Linked DNA regions of Bombyx mori: regions 1 and 3 are each linked to region 2. A link is a contact called in public Hi-C data. All regions are on one chromosome and are shown on one strand. Each heading gives the region's core, a stretch centred on a gene start, on an enhancer-like site or on the middle of the called end of the contact. The rest is flanking DNA. Distances are from core to core; before and after follow the strand shown. Region 1 has its middle 8.1 kb from the start of LOC134201098. Region 2 overlaps LOC101738909. Region 3 overlaps LOC101739051.

Region 1 (2,769 bases), core at 3-2,502, 230 kb after region 2:
ATGCGATGACGATCGGCTGGTGTCCCGTCAGCGAGATACGGCACACTGACGCCTCGATATGTAAGAGCGAGGGAGTATCGAGAGGGACAACGTGCAAGGCCCGCCTATAGTTAGATCAATAAAGAAAACATTACACACACTACATACCATGTATTTGACGCACACACGCATGCATATATATACTATTTATTGTCAAACTTTTGTTCTTGACGTCTGTTGTCAAATTGAGAATAGAATATGGTTTGTCTTTGTTAATATTTTTTATAGTGTAGTCTTGGCGAAATTTGTGATTATAGAAGTATAAAATAAAATCATAATAGTGTACAAACTTACAATTCCAATAAATTATAGTCGAATTTCGACTACTGCGGGACCTCTAGTTATTGTTATATTGTAATTGGAATGATGGCAACTTGTATACAAATATGCAAATTCGAATTAAGCGAGATTTAATCTTTAAGAAGTTTTTTTTACAGTATTAGGTACCTACATACGTCGTTTACTTAATTATTGTATCATTATTAAATTCCTGCCAAACAAAAAGTGTAGACGGTAAAACTAATACAGACACCACATATTTATCTTTATTATAAATAAATATTATTACATGAACACAAGAGTTAACAGCTCACGTAATTTGAAGCTGTTAATGAAGTCCATAGATGAGTTGACTATTATCAAAGCCGGCAATGTGACTTGGACAATTATGGGTAAATCAGAAAAACGAATTATTGACTTTGTATTCCATTGGCAGTCACAAAACTCTTCTGACCGACATCTTAGATAAATAACAGGTTAAGTTAATACTTTATTTAATGCAGGTTTTGAACCGTATTCTTTGAAGGAGACGATTATATTCAAATCAATCTGTATCGCCATATCAATAACATTTTTTTGTCCAAATACACAGATTGCCACCTTTGATAATAGACGACTCAGATAAAACAAACTGAATGCTGCTATAGGTTTGGCACGACATCTAGTGCCAAATAGCAAAACTAAATATAATTTTATAATAATATAATGATAATGTTTTGATAAATATATTTAGAATTTTTGAAATTAACAATTATAAATATGATAAAAAAACTTTGATCGACATCATTCGTTTTTTTAATAAATAAAAAAAAAAAAACTAAAATAAAAACTAATCAAACTAAAACAGTAAAAGCGTCATCTACACAATATACATAAAACTATTTGGAACTCCGAACCGTTCGAGTTGCCAGTTCACTACCCTGCAATATAGATGGCGCTGAATCTAAGTTATTCGGTATAAGCGCTGAATGTGTCGTATGAATACTATGTATGTATTTTTTTATAATCGTCCTCGTCGAACTCGTCGATAACGACGAAGTATTTATTCTCTGAGCGAACTAACCTATAGATAAAGTCCACTGAGTTACTGAGCGGATCGTCTCAGTGAGTCGCAATTCCGATTTAGTGATAGATTTTGGGCACTACCTTTGCTAGGGTCAGTGTTAGCAAATTCTTTCTGGTTGCGTCCCATCATTCCACCCATCAGCCACAGCGGAGGTAGCGCCTTAAGCTACCAGCAAATGAGTAGAAAAATGTATTTTTTTTAAATAATTTTATAACTATACGTGTTGGCAGTGAAAAAAATCAGGCGGGTAATGATAGCTCATTACTTTTTTTTTTGTTTTTTTGTTTTAAGGATTACTGGTGGCCCGGAGGCCTTTCCAGTTTCACCAGGACAGGTGGGCGAGCAAAGGCTCAGCCAGGAGGGGTGGGATTTGCTAACAGCTGCCCGAGCGCCTCCGAAGGAGACCTAACAACTCAAGAGTAGCTGCTTCGCGAATGAATCTACTACCGGATCGGAATCGCGACCCGCTGAGAAGATCCGGCGAGAAACTCAGCGAGCTGATTCATGGGTTAGGTTGCACGGCGAACTCTTTGTCGAGTTCGACGAGTACGGTTACCGAGGTCCCTAAGCCTGCTCCTAGAGCTGAAGGCGTCTAGTGCAAAGGTTATTGGATCTGATGGATCCGTAAGGACGTGTCTAGGGCGTCGACGGTGACTGGCTCCTGCATGATCAGGATTCGGGGAGTAGTCAGCGGCGGCTACGATAAGGCGATTATCATGACGCATAGCCTTATCGAAGTACCGTTCCGACGCTGACTTCATGTATTTCTGTATAGATTCGAGGCCCAGGTCGTCGTGTAGGTCAACGTTCCTCACGAACCACGGAGCTCCGACGGCTAACCTGCAAAAGCGGGATTGTAGAGATTGAAGGGTGTCTATGTGTGTGCGGGCCGCGTGAGCGAACACCACACTCGCGTAAGTCATGACGGGCCTTATGCAAGTTTTGTAAAGTGTCACCTTGTTCCGAAGGAACATTTTACTCCGCTTACAGATCATGGGGTAGAGTCTACCGAGAATAAACGCGGCACGGTCACGGACTGATTTTATATGCGGGCGGAATGTCATCGATGCATCCAGGGTAACGCCCAGGTACTTGACCTTCCTGGCCCAGGGTATGGATTGACTAAAGAGAGTAATCGGGGGTGTGAGATTCCTCCTCCTAATACGGGAGGAAATCCGTGTGGAGCTTCCCCTCTGAAATAGCACCGCAGTACTTTTCGCTGGGTTGATGTCTATGCGCCATTTTCGGAACCACTGTCCTAGGGCTACGGCTGCGCTCTGAAGCTTCTTCGCGATTAGGGACTTGTTTCTACTGGAATAGTAAACAGTCGTGTCGTCGGCGAATAAAGCTAAATGGGTCGGTGGCGACCGGGGAATATCGTTAAC
Region 2 (2,979 bases), core at 23-2,522:
TTGCTAACACGAACCCTAGCAAGAGTCGTGCTTCGCAGAATCTACCACCGGATCGGAAACGCGACCCACTGAGAAGATCCGAGGAGAAACTCAAGTGGGCTGTGTCTGTATGTTAATTTACTCGCCGTGCCCTTCGTCGCAAGCGACGGGTTGGACGAGAACGATGACCGGTAAAGCCATTCGCGTTTCACGCAGTACAACTTTGAAACTTTGATCCTATGGCTCATGGTGGGTTGCGGCTTACACCTTATGTTTACGGGCACTGGTTACTACTTGGCCCCGGTCAAGAGGACCACAGAGGTAATATTTGACACCAGAAACTCAGTTATATCTACTCAGTTCAAAATGCTGTTCGCGCGTAGCTGGGATTTAACCCTTAGGCTATCAGTTAATAGGCAGGAAAAAAATTAGCTCCGTTGTTTTTGGGAACTCAACCATTTTTTTTATTGTCTTTGCAGATGAAGGAGTATACGGTCCACATAATGGTAAAGTTGTTACAGTCGCTCATGGATGTCCTCAACGGCTCTGGGCCAAGTAGCAACCGCCGACTCTGAATGTGGCTTGCGCTTAAAAAATAAAAAGAAGCAAATATAAATTGCTATTCTTTTGGTTGCTGTAGTTTTTGGAACGAAGTTCCTTACGGCAGGCTTGGGGGATATATGGATTTAGCTGCGCGACCGAACTGAAAAAAATGTGATAGTAAAACCGTAAGAAAAAGTCCGTGGAATAAAACCGTTAAATGAGACGTGCGCAGGCGCGACAGTCGTATACACAAGCGAGTCTTTCTCCTTCTTTCTTTTCGTTCTCTCATCCCTTCTCTCTCTATTTTGTAATTATTTCTATTTCTATGTAATTTTATGTTGTCAAACAAAAATAAACAGACATATTTTGTTATTTTAATTGATAATTTGAATTATGATTTTATTTTATTTTACGTAATTTCTTATTTCCTAAAATACTGATTTTCCTAAATACTTTCCTGTACTTAAATAAAAACTAATCAGCAAAATTTAAGAGAAAAATCAAGAAAACCTACATAAAATTAAGCACGATTTTTTTTTGCAAATTGTGTCGATTTTACATTAGCCGAAGGAACTTCGTTCCTACCTGGTGTCCCACGACATCACATCTTTTTTTTTTTAAATAGCTATTTAGGCCAGTTTGGAAACGCTATCATGTTGTGTAGCGAAAAGGGCGACGAAAAACCTTTTTAAACTAATGTCTTGTATTAACGTAGTGACGGTAACGTACTCTATCGTTAGAAAGTAAGTTCCGTTTAAAGAAAAATACAGCGCCATCTATGTAAAAGGTACTTAACTAAAACCAAAAGATTTTATCATCCCGAAAATGAAATTGTACATGAAGCGACATCTATTGTCCAATAGCAAAGCTGATTTCGATTTGAATGTTTCGGTTTACTACACAGATGGCGCTCCAATCACAGATTTGAAGCTTAAACCAACTGTTTTTATAATCCAATTCTAAGCTCTTGCGAGACCGTGAAACTAAAGTGATCATAATTCGATTTCGTTTGATGGATGACTGTAAAAATAGACAATTGTGTAAACAAAACCGATAAGTTCCATACGGCGTTTGTTTACATGACATTGTAGAAAAGTGGAGAAGTAACACAATTTTCGGCGGACCTGCCTACTGTTATTTTTCAATACATTGTTGTTTCAACCTTTACTGTTATTTCAGATGATTCGAAGGTTGAACATTGTTTTAAGAGTATTGATCGCGCTTAGTGACTGAAACGCATTGATTTCAATAAATTGGATAAAGGTAGGTTTTTATTGAATGTTCATTTCTGAGAAGTTGAGTTTGTACAGAAAAAATGAATTTTAACCAATTATATAGTGTTCGTCAGCATACAGGATCGCTCTACCAATCATCAACGTGAATAATGTGAATTTCAAAGATGTTCGCAACAAACAATATTTTATGTAACTTTTTGAAAATGATACATTCACATTCAGGCTAATTTTATTGTACCCACTTAGAAGATTAAATCTGGGAGTTTTATAATAGGGAAAGAAAAATACGCAAAATACCATCATTATTGAATCAATTTTATTCTTTCATTTTGATTAAATACAGTTCGGTTGTATCAAAAATTTTCATTACAAAAATTATGAATACTTTTTAATTAAAAAAAATTAAACATATACATATATACGTATATATTTAATATTCACATTACGGTATCAGTTCATTCATTTAAATCTATCGGCACATTATAAACACGCTTATAAATTAACAATTACATACATAAATAAGATTAACACGTAAGTACTAAAAGTCTTTCTTGGCTAAAATTGTGGCACCAACAGTGCCAACTAATAATACTATGAGATTAAAAACTAAAAAGTTGAAAGCGATTAATACGAAAGTTAATCGATCCGCATAGAAAATAAATCAGTTTCAAACACTGTCAAGAGTAGAAAGAATTCAAAAAAATAATAAAAATAATATATCCATAAATTAATAACGAAAGTCAAAGTCACGAATAAATTAAGATTAACAAAAAGCTACTATGTAGACAATATAGTCAAAAGAATAGTTAAGTACAAAGGAACTGAACAGGAAGGCTTAAAACTATAAAAAAAAAAAACAATAAATTAATCAATCACTATCTACAGAATACTAAATATCACAGAGAAAGTACCCAATACTTAATCAACAAAACGTTGTTTCGTCAAGCACTTGAAACAATCACTCGCGCGTAGAGAGCATACGTATAACAGTAACAATAATAAATAAGTACAAAAGGGACAAATATCATTCAATAAATAATATCCTATGATCCGATCAACTGGCGGGCGTTTTCTTCGCTTTCGACATCCTCGATTCTTTCTTCTCCTTTAGTTTGGCCTCGTAGGCGGTGCATTGCATTTTGTCGTTTATCACCTTTTTGCCAAACGGACATCTGAATTCTAGATACCAGTTGTTAAGCAAGTTACCGTATGCCCTAAACGC
Region 3 (2,835 bases), core at 30-2,529, 200 kb after region 2:
TTTTACGGGTTTGATTTTTATTATACGGTGTTATTCCTATACCGTGGAAGTCAATAGTGAAGATAACTTGAGTATGTAGTTCATTAGAATAATTGGTACCTGCCTGCGGTATAAAATTGGTACATAAAAAAACCTAATATAGAAAAATAAAAAAATATGTATATATGTGCATAATTATAACATAATCTGTAATATCCACCTACGTTGTATTTTTCGAGTTTCGTGCGTTTCGGAAACCATTCGATCGAGGGTGGACAGTGAAACCTACACCACATCAACAGAAATACAAAAAAAATTCTAAGAATAGGAAACTACGTCACAGCTCAGACATGTAAACCTTTAGGAAATTTTCTATCCTGACTCCCAAGAAGGAATCATCGAGTAATTTTCTGACGGCAAAACACTGACTGAGAAACCTGCTATTGTATTATTCCATTACGTTCTAAATGCAAATTTAATTCTTTATAGTGAATGGATTTGTGAGTCATTCATTTTCACCGCTCCGTGAATGGAAAAGAACGACATTTTTTTTCCATTTGTGTTAAATTTTTTAATTAAATTTTCCGCGCTCGTGTCTCTGAAGTTAGGCAAGATATATCTATAAGTTTTCAGTATCGTTGGCCCAAACTTCGCATCGTGAATCTATTTCGCCATGAAGTTGAATTAAAAGAAATTGGGCATTTTTGAACTTATATCTTATTGGAACCGTACTTACTTTGTTCAGAAAATAGAAGAAATACAACACGCAACCACTGCATAAGTAGTATGGAACATTAATTATCTCACTACTATAAGGATGGTACTTCATATGTGTATTAACTTTTATCCTCATGTTGGTAAGTCAATGACCCATTATAATGACGAGGAAATTGTAATTAGCTGTGTCTATTTTTGTTCAAGGTCAACGTTAATTATTGTTTTTTTGTTTCGTTTTCGGACTTGAATAAGTATACAGAGATTGTCTTTATAAACAATAAAGACACATTAACGTTCTATATTGACTAAAACGACAATGTGAACACGGGCCATAAACCACCGACATTGAAATTTTCAAACGTTCTGTTCACACACAAAAAAAAAAAACAAGCAACGAAAATGTTTTATTTTTCTTTAAAAAAAAAAAAAAAAGCTGTCACGAATAACATAATCATTAACACATAACATAAATAAAAACGTAATTATGTAACATCGGACCGCATAATCGAAACATTATAATAACGTTTCGTTTACCGCATGCGGTGACCTTGATTTCGCGAGCAGCGTGTCGCTATTACGTAAAGCTACGTCACTGACTTATGTCACGGATGGCTACGTCTAGTTTGACGTCACGGCGACACACTCGCGCCGTGCGGGATTTTACCGAATTAAATCGCATTCAATTCTGTGTTTTTTTTGTTGTTTGTTTCCGTGGCGTAGATGCACGAACGAACTAATCGCACATCTGACGTTAAGTGATTACCGTATCTATTGTGTATACAAAAAAAACTCACTGATTGAGACAGAATTATTCAGTACGGAATTTCATGGACGTAAACAAACGCGAAAAAATTTGTTAGTTCTCAGAGAAATTTAAGGTAGCTAAAACGATGATTTAATTATTTCATGGTCTTTCCCATTTTTGTTAATAAGTATCAATATTAAGTAGCGTTTTATTTGTTCATAAATCAAGATAAAATAGGTAAAAGGCTGCTTGAAAAATTAGATATTTTTAATATATTTCTTAAAATTTGAATTAGTAAGAATATATATTGAAACTCATCACACGATACGTATTTCAAATACGTCGTATTACACAGTAACATTTATAAAATTTAACTCACTTTACCACTGATTCCTCATTTTCCGTCGTTTTATTTTTTTGTTCTCAATGTACGCTGCGACTAGAAGTTCATAAACTGGTGTGCCAACCTCATGCTTAATGTTGCAAAATGATCATTGTCAAGTTGGTCATTCATTTACGTGCCGAATCAAACTATGACATGGTGACAATTTCTATCTACATCTCCTTATGAAGCAAATTATTCTTTAATATTTTAGTGTCTCATTTACTCGCTTAATAAATGTCAGATACATTATGCACACCATGAAATATAGCATTTAATAAAAAACTAAAAATAAATCGTAATAAACTTAAAAATTAAGATCTCAAATTAAATGCTTCCATTACAGCGCCATCTATAGTCGAGTAGCTTAACTATTTGAAAGATTGTAAAATTCTTAGCAACCGTGCTGTCTAGCGCCATCTATACGTAATTATTTCAGCTCAATGTGTTTAGTCCCGTTAGTTTTCTGTTTTTAAATTTGAAAAATATTTATTAACAGCAAGACTTTCTTCCTGCCTAATGCTAATAGCCTTTAGAGGCTATTTCAGTTTCACTTTAACCTGTAGGTGACCTCACGGGGCTCAAATCCGAAGTGTTGCTAACACTGGCAGCAGGAGCAGTGCTTCGCAGAACCTACTACCGAATCGGAAACGCGACCCACTGAGAAGATCCAGCGAGAAACTCTGGGCTCTGTCTATAGGTTAAGCTAATAAATCACAACAGAATTAAGTAAACTATAACTTTCCGTCTGGTTCAAGCGTAGTTTGTTACAATTATTATTTTATTATTATTATCATACCTTTTCTTAGGTTTTTGCAAGTCGCGGAAAAAAATTCAAATGTCAACGTATAACACCTTAGTCTACTGGTAAAACGTCTTGTGAGTTTCCACGGGTAGGTACCACCACCCTGTATATTTCTGCCGCGAAGCGGTAATGCGTTTCGGTTTGAAGTGCGTGGCAGCCTTAGAACCCTAGAACTCATATCTCAAGGTGGGGGGGCGTTTGTAGATG

The links. A called contact is a pair of places that touch in the nucleus more often than the background predicts.
Region 1: a Hi-C map of posterior silk gland shows a contact between it and region 2, with 4 times the contacts expected there. The contact joins two enhancer-like sites. A contact is called at or near these places in 2 of 7 Hi-C or Micro-C datasets (posterior silk gland and whole pupa).
Region 3: a contact with region 2 is called in a Hi-C map of midgut, with 2.5 times the contacts expected there. The contact joins two enhancer-like sites. A contact is called at or near these places in 4 of 7 Hi-C or Micro-C datasets (middle silk gland, midgut, posterior silk gland and 1 more).

What each region holds. Positions count from the first base shown.
Region 1 is chr23:11,742,604-11,745,372 of ASM3026992v2, forward strand. No RefSeq gene overlaps it. Among protein-coding and RNA genes, the nearest start is that of LOC134201098, 8.1 kb to the left of the region's middle. Within about 2 kb of position 1,253, at least 8 of the 8 cell types and tissues checked have open chromatin away from gene starts, as enhancers often do.
Region 2 is chr23:11,511,604-11,514,582 of ASM3026992v2, forward strand. It overlaps LOC101738909, which reads right to left. Exons shown (of 3, transcript XM_012695866.4): 3 at 2,052-2,979. The coding sequence ends at 2,812. Among protein-coding and RNA genes, the nearest start is that of LOC101738769, 5.5 kb to the left of the region's middle. Within about 2 kb of position 1,273, at least 5 of the 8 cell types and tissues checked have open chromatin away from gene starts, as enhancers often do.
Region 3 is chr23:11,710,657-11,713,491 of ASM3026992v2, forward strand. The region is part of intron 1 of LOC101739051; the gene reads right to left. Among protein-coding and RNA genes, the nearest start is that of LOC101739051, 12 kb to the right of the region's middle. Within about 2 kb of position 1,280, at least 7 of the 8 cell types and tissues checked have open chromatin away from gene starts, as enhancers often do.